Linked DNA regions of Gossypium hirsutum: region 1 is linked to region 2. Evidence: chromatin contacts called from public Hi-C data. All regions are on one chromosome and are shown on one strand. Each heading gives the region's core, a stretch centred on a gene start, on an enhancer-like site or on the middle of the called end of the contact. The rest is flanking DNA. Distances are from core to core; before and after follow the strand shown.

Evidence for each region. Hi-C and Micro-C count contacts between places; a contact is called where the count stands out from the background.
Region 1: a Hi-C map of leaf shows a contact between it and region 2, with 5 times the contacts expected there. The contact joins two enhancer-like sites. A contact is called at or near these places in 6 of 34 Hi-C or Micro-C datasets (hypocotyl, leaf and petal).

The regions. Positions count from the first base shown.
Region 1 is chrA08:93,672,730-93,676,047 of Gossypium_hirsutum_v2.1, forward strand. It overlaps the pseudogene LOC107940489. Among protein-coding and RNA genes, the nearest start is that of LOC121205267, 51 kb to the left of the region's middle. Within about 2 kb of position 1,807, at least 3 of the 9 cell types and tissues checked have an H3K27ac peak or open chromatin away from gene starts, as enhancers often do. A contact at or near this core is called in hypocotyl and leaf, where this site is marked.
Region 2 is chrA08:93,152,949-93,156,537 of Gossypium_hirsutum_v2.1, forward strand. LOC107947922 (protein TRANSPORT INHIBITOR RESPONSE 1) reads left to right here. Exons shown (of 3, transcript XM_016882423.2): 2 at 1-388; 3 at 601-1,883. The coding sequence ends at 1,398. It overlaps LOC107947935 (zinc finger protein CONSTANS-LIKE 13), which reads right to left. Exons shown (of 5, transcript XM_016882437.2): 4 at 3,423-3,501; 5 at 2,084-2,422. The coding sequence ends at 2,369. Among protein-coding and RNA genes, the nearest start is that of LOC107947922, 3.3 kb to the left of the region's middle. Within about 2 kb of position 2,208, at least 3 of the 9 cell types and tissues checked have an H3K27ac peak or open chromatin away from gene starts, as enhancers often do. A contact at or near this core is called in hypocotyl and leaf, where this site is marked.

The DNA.
Region 1 (3,318 bases), core at 557-3,056, 520 kb after region 2:
AATTCAGCAAAGACGTCCTTATCGATGACATATTGCAGCAACTTAACTACCTGCAGAAACAAAACGAATAGCTTAGAACCAATTTCTGGTCCGCACAAATTTGGCGTCAGACGGTCGATAAAGCCACCTTCTCAAGTGTTTCTTCAATGACTTTATCGCTTAATTTCTCACTCCCACCCTTCCTGAGGATATGATCAGCGAAAGATGCCAAAATCTCTGCACTTGGGCTGCCATAAACATTTTTGTTGCAAAATACCTCAAAAGCCTCTTTTAAGGCCTATTGAACATTTCGACAAAGCTTGTGTCAGATGAAATGATTGAACATGATCCATATTAAAAAATTTAGGTATTCCAGCAAACCTTGTGGAACAAATTATGATTTTGAAAGCAGCTGTTCAGATATGTCATATAATTATCATGCAGCTCAAGTATATTCTTTACAAGAACCTGACGATGATGATAACAATATTAATTTTCAACATCTGAAGTGAATCCATGAGTATCCATAGCTTAAAAGTTGGAAATTTTACCTGTTCGTGCCCGCTAGGAGTATTTGAGGCCTGTGAAAATGATTGACTATCAGCATTTAGAGATGGGCACGTTGAGTAGTCGAAACAATAAATTATGTATCATCCATTTTTCACTCAGGTGCATAAACAAAATAATAGATAAAAAAAAGAGAGCCAGGTTTATGCTTAAACATTACTCTTCCTGTTTTGCACTCAATATGTTAGTACAAAAGAATAGATTTGATATCCTCACAAGAATACAAATCTTCAGTAATCCTTACTACAAAACGACATCAGTAATTGTATCCAGCAATTATACTTGTAACTATAAGAGAAGGGCAACAACAAATTAACCTGGTTACTTGCAGCCTCTTCTGCCTGTTGAACAAAGGCTGTACCCTCAATAGTAACATGCTGCAAAAGAAAAAAAAAAACTCAGAAAGAGTCAGTAAAGCTGTGAAGTAACATGAAAAGACGGTCATTTAGCTTGCAGAACAAGTAAACAGAAATTCATACCTGCTTGAATACATTAGCAACAAGATCCAGGCCTTGAGATATTTTATTATAAACCCTGTACGTCCTAGAAAGATCATCCACCTACAGAGCATAAAGTAAGCCAAGTAATTTCCTGATCTACACAGTTACCGAAATAAACAGCGAGAAGAGTAAACATTTCTTGCAAAGAGACAAGGTTGAGCAAATTTTACCTTATCATCTCTAAACAAAACCTTGATCCCTGAATCCTCCTTTTCAAGTAGCTGGTTAACGTATACAACCAACAACTCGTGTTGCACTTTCTACACAAAGGATAAACAGCTATAATTAGAATGCTCTCGGAATTATAGAGCTGTATTCATAGAAACTGTACGTTAACTTGCCTCACATTATTGCGCCTAAAGACAATTCACACAACTTCTATTCTACTATCTTACTGACAACTTTCACACATCAAACAAAATTCATGTATTTCACCTCTTACTTGATCAATTGATAACTCCAAAATATAGTTATTTTAAGATCTATTTACTTTCAAATTCATTCAAGTTCGGGGTGTCTAATAACAAATTCTACAGTAATTTTTTAATTTCTATTTATTGTTCAATTTATTTGAAATAATTCATTTTTGTTAATTTATATGCTAAAATTGATTTTCAGTCCTAAAAGTGCCTAATAAACTCAGAAGAGGAAAGGGATTGAAATGCACACTTTGATGCCTAACGCTGCAACGTCTATGTAGCAAAGGACCTACACGATGTGGACTGATATATTACCATCCTTGGATGCCCCAATTATAATAATTGGACTTTAGAATTCCTCTTGACCCAACTCTTGACCCAGCTCCTAAGTGGGTCAACAAAACTGGATAACCCAACAAGATCGAAAGAGCCCAAATCGTCCATTCGGAAGGAATGAGCCCAAACTGTCCATGAAAACTTGGTAATCAACCAATTCAACCACCAATCAACCATGAGGGAATCAAGCAACTCTTCCCTTGAATCAAGCATAAATCAATTAACATCCTTCCCAAAACAGCATGATCGTCCACCCACCTTCGGCCACCTCTAGAGAGAAAATCAAGGGATTTGGGGCTAAAAATAGCTAGGGGATGTTGGAGCGTTTCTAGTATAAATAAGAAGTCTTTCATCAATCACTCAATCATCCACCATTCATCATCTTTTCTCCTATTTTTCACTCCACTTAAGTAAGTTTGAGCGTTTGATCGAATCGAATGAAAAAAATTCGAGTTAATTGAGTTGATAAATCTTATTTTATCATCCTAACTCGATTTGAATTTTTTTTAATCAAGTTGAGTGAGATGAAATTCAAATCAAATCGAATCGAATATATTTGTTCGAAAATTAAAAAATAACTTTGGGTTCTTGTAGCTACTTTCACCTACCATAATCAAATTTGCCTACCGTAATCAAATTTGTTATTAGCTTTCACCCACTCATAATTTATTTATTAATATTTTATATACAGGTTAACTTTTTTGCTTACTTAGTTGCTTCAATTATTTTCTGATTCTGGTTATCATGTATTTGAAAATTAAAAAATATATTAAATATAAAAAACGTGTTTTTTTAATAAAATTTATTTAAAAATAAAATATGAAATTGATACAAAAAAAAATTAACTGAATATTTTATGTCATCATCAATAATTCAATTTTTTACAGAAATTGATAAAAATTTAGCATGATTAAACAATTCAATAATATAAATAGTAAAAAAATGTGAAATTTAATTCAATAATATAAGTAATAGACATAAATTTGAAAAAAAATTGGGGTTTAGGAGGAAGTAAAAGTTTTGAGGAAAAGCAAAAGGGGAAAAAGTTTTGGGAGGTTAAGAGGAGTAAAAAATTTAAGAGTTTGAGGGAAGTAAAATTTTTGAGACGAAAGTATTGGAGAAAGTAAAAGGAAAATGGTTTTTGGCGTTTGGGGATGTAAAATTTTGGGGGGAAAGTAAAAAGGTGTGACTTTTGAGATGGGGTTTGAGGGGAAAAGGAAGTAAAATATTTGATATTTAGTTTATTCGAATTATTCGGGTTACTCGAATTTAAAAATTTAACTCGAAATTTGAAAAATAAATTCGAATTAATCTGATTAATTCGATTCAAATGATTCAAAATTCGAACTTTTTTTCGATTTTTTTGAGTCAAATCGAATTTTGCTCACCCTCACACTTAAAAGAGCATTGAAAGATTTTAAGAGCAGTCAATTTTCATCAATATTGAGAATTTGAGCTTAGTAGTCACGACAAGAAGAGAAGAAAGGAGGAGCAAAGTGAGATGTGCCATAGAAATC
Region 2 (3,589 bases), core at 958-3,457:
CTGCTTAGGATCCGATGACGTTAGTTTTTCGGCCTTGGAGCGCCTAGTTGGTAGATGTCCCAACTTGAGGAGGCTTTTGCTCAACCGTGAAGTGCCCCTCGATAAGATTGCCAACCTTTTATCCCGTGCACCGCAGCTGATTGAATTTGGCACTGGCACCTATGCAGCTGAGCTACGGTCAGACGTGTACTCGAACTTGGCTGAAGCTTTTTGTAATTGCAAGGAATTAAAGTGCTTGTCCGGGTTTTGGGATGCAGTCCCAGCTTACCTTCCAGTTATTTACTCTGTATGCTCTAGATTAACATCATTGAACTTAAGCTACGCTCCCATACAAAATCCCGATCTTACCAAGCTTGTAAGCCAATGTCCGAGTTTGCAACGCATGTTGGTAAGTCCATTACGGTATCATTATGCATTTGAATTTATACCTATAGAAAAAAGATTAGGACTGGCGTGAGATAAGACCGTATTGTAAACATTAAAACATTATGTGGCCTATGGGTCCGATTCAAACCGTGCTGGGAACATGTTCTGATAATTGAATTTTATCTTGCTTTTATTTCTGTTATTTTTCTTAAGCTAGGTTGGTTGTGCTCACAGGTACTTGATTACATCGAAGATAGTGGACTTGAAGTGCTCGCATCTAGTTGCAAGGACTTACAGGAATTGCGGGTGTTTCCATCTGATCCATTTGGGGAAGAGCCAAATGTATCCTTGACAGAAAAGGGCCTTGTCGCCGTTTCATCGGGTTGTCCTAAGCTACAGTCGGTTTTGTACTTTTGCCGTCAAATGTCTAATGCAGCTTTAGTCACCATTGCTCAGAACTGTCCAAACTTCACTCGTTTTCGTCTTTGTCTTCTTGATCCAAAAATAGCCGACTACCGGACCCTTCAGCCACTTGATGTAGGTTTTGGAGCCATTGTTGAGCACTGCAAGGATCTGAGACGCCTTTCCCTCTCTGGTCTCCTCACAGATCGTGTATTTGAATATATCGGGATGCATGCGAAAAAGCTAGAGATGCTGTCTGTGGCTTTTGCAGGAGAAAGCGATTTGGCACTTCATCATGTGCTTTCTGGGTGTGAAAGTCTCCGGAAACTGGAGATTATGAACTGCCCCTTCGGGGACAAGGCTCTATTAGCGAACGCTGCAAAGCTGGAGACAATGCGATCCCTTTGGATGTCTTCTTGCTCTGTGAGTCTCGGAGCATGTAAGATGCTAGGTCAAAAGATGCCCAGGTTGAATATCGAAGTTATGGACGAGAAGGGACCTCCAGATTCAAGAGCAGAAAGTGACCCGGTCGATAAGCTCTACATATATAGATCTGTTGCCGGGCCGAGGTTCGATATGCCTCCATTTGTTTGGACGATGGACGAAGATTTTGCATCAGAGCTCTCTTGAGAATTAGGCAACATGTTAGTAAAAACTCTTTTAATCTCAAGAATCAATGCATCAGGTACATGCTCCTTTATGTTACTCATTATTCCCTTAGCTTAATCTAATTGCAGACCTTATTGAAGGGTGTAAAATGGTTTTGAGCTCCATCGCCTTTCGTTTTAGTAGTGGCTGGCGGAGCCATCGGAAACACAATGATCAATAAAGAGATGGAAACTCCAGTTGTGGATTAATCAAGAGTTTTTATTTTATTTTATTTGTTTCTTCCCCATAGTTGCCATGCGTAATGTTGGATGTTTATGCCATTTGTATTATCTTTTTGGGGGTAGTAAATCTTAATTATTATCTGTTCTCTCAATGCTCAAATTATGTTTTGGTCCCTTGACTAACCTCATTGACTCTGTATCAAAGCTTTAGGTTCTTAAGTATTTTCGACCCTTAAAAAATGATGTATTCATTAACCTTCAATATTTTTGTTAGAATTTCGTTGATATTTTCATTTAAAATTTAATTATTGTCTGATATTTTTTATTTTGGTAAAATTAAAATAGTTATATATATTTTAATAATATTCGAATTAAATAATATTATTTCTTATTCAACATATGGCGATGTAGTATATGCATATTGGATAAATATTATATTTAAATCATCAAATTATTTGATTGAATTAGAGACAAGTGAAAATACAGCAAAAACAAAAAGATTTAGAAGGATTAATTTTAATTAAAGTAAATACATATTAGAGGGGCTGTATGTAGAATTGGGCCAATTAGAGGAAGAGATGATGATGATGGGGGCACACACACACGTTGGGGGGTAATTTATGAAGGGATGGGGGGATCATGCTTCATCATTAATGTTCTCTCTGTTACTTATGATTGTTGCCGCTGACTGCTGATTTCATCTCTTTCAAAATTCTCTCTGCTCATCACCATCACCATTATTAATAAGCAGAGGTTCAAATTCTTTGAGGTTACAGTGCCTCCAGGATATGGGCGTCAGTGCTTATAATGATGGGCTCACAGTTCTGTTAAAAGTGAAACCACCCCCCCTTTATTATTAAAATAATAAAGATCAAAGTTGGTGGTGTCATTACAGGCTTGTATATTTCTGCAACATACTACTGCTATTGCTGATAACAATAATGATGCTTTTATCATCACTTTTTGTTGCCTGCCCTCTTTTTATTGGTTTATATATTAAAAATTATTATTACGTTTTTGAGTAGGGACGTGTCATATCCAAATAAATTCCTATTCTTTGTTTTTTTATTTTATTCATTAGTATTTCCAAAAAAAATATACGTAAGAAGAAAGTATAAAAAAATATAATAGTTTAAAGGTTTAAACTACTGATGGTGGACAATACTGAATTTGAGTAGAGTAAAGAAATATCGAATGAATCTCAAGGTACCTAGAACTAATGCCTTTAGTGTCTCCAACCTATAGCAACTACTACTGTCGGATTGATGAGATTATACCATGCAACTGTTGGATGTTTGTAGGAGATCTAATCCAATTCTTTACATATCAACTATTAATTTCTCCTGCTATAATGATAAAAGATTTATATTCACATAAAATTTTAGTTGAAATCAAATTTTGAATTCGATCCGTGATAATTTTAGTTGAAATCGAATTTCGAATTCGTTCTGGGATACCCTCATCCAAAAAAAAATAAAAAACTATTTTTCCAGATTTTATGTCTAAATCCTCAAAAAATTGTAATTTCAATTATTTTTTTTATTTTTTTAATTTCCTGCACAATCTATCAGCTTACAAAGTCAAACAAGGGCACACAGCGATATACAATGATATATTTTTCGAATTTTCAGCTTTCAAGTATTTATATATAAAGTTCTACAAATCAAAATAACATGTACAAAAGCTAAACTCTACAAGTAAAAAACCAACCTGGTATATACCCTAAAGCTTTGGCTTAAGGAAGAACAACTACAGAAGGGAAAAACATTTTCTAGTAACAAAAAAGCTAACCCAAGTTTACCACAAAGGTTTTCAATGCTTTACCTTTGCGAAACGGCCTTTAATTCTTGTCCTGCTTTCAGCTCGAGCTTTTCTTGATTCATACCTTACGTGCTTATCATATCTGTAATGTTTTCACATAAACAGTGTTTTGCTCAACCAAACACATTCATCATATGTAAGGTTTTTATGTGTATGTAACATTTCTTTAT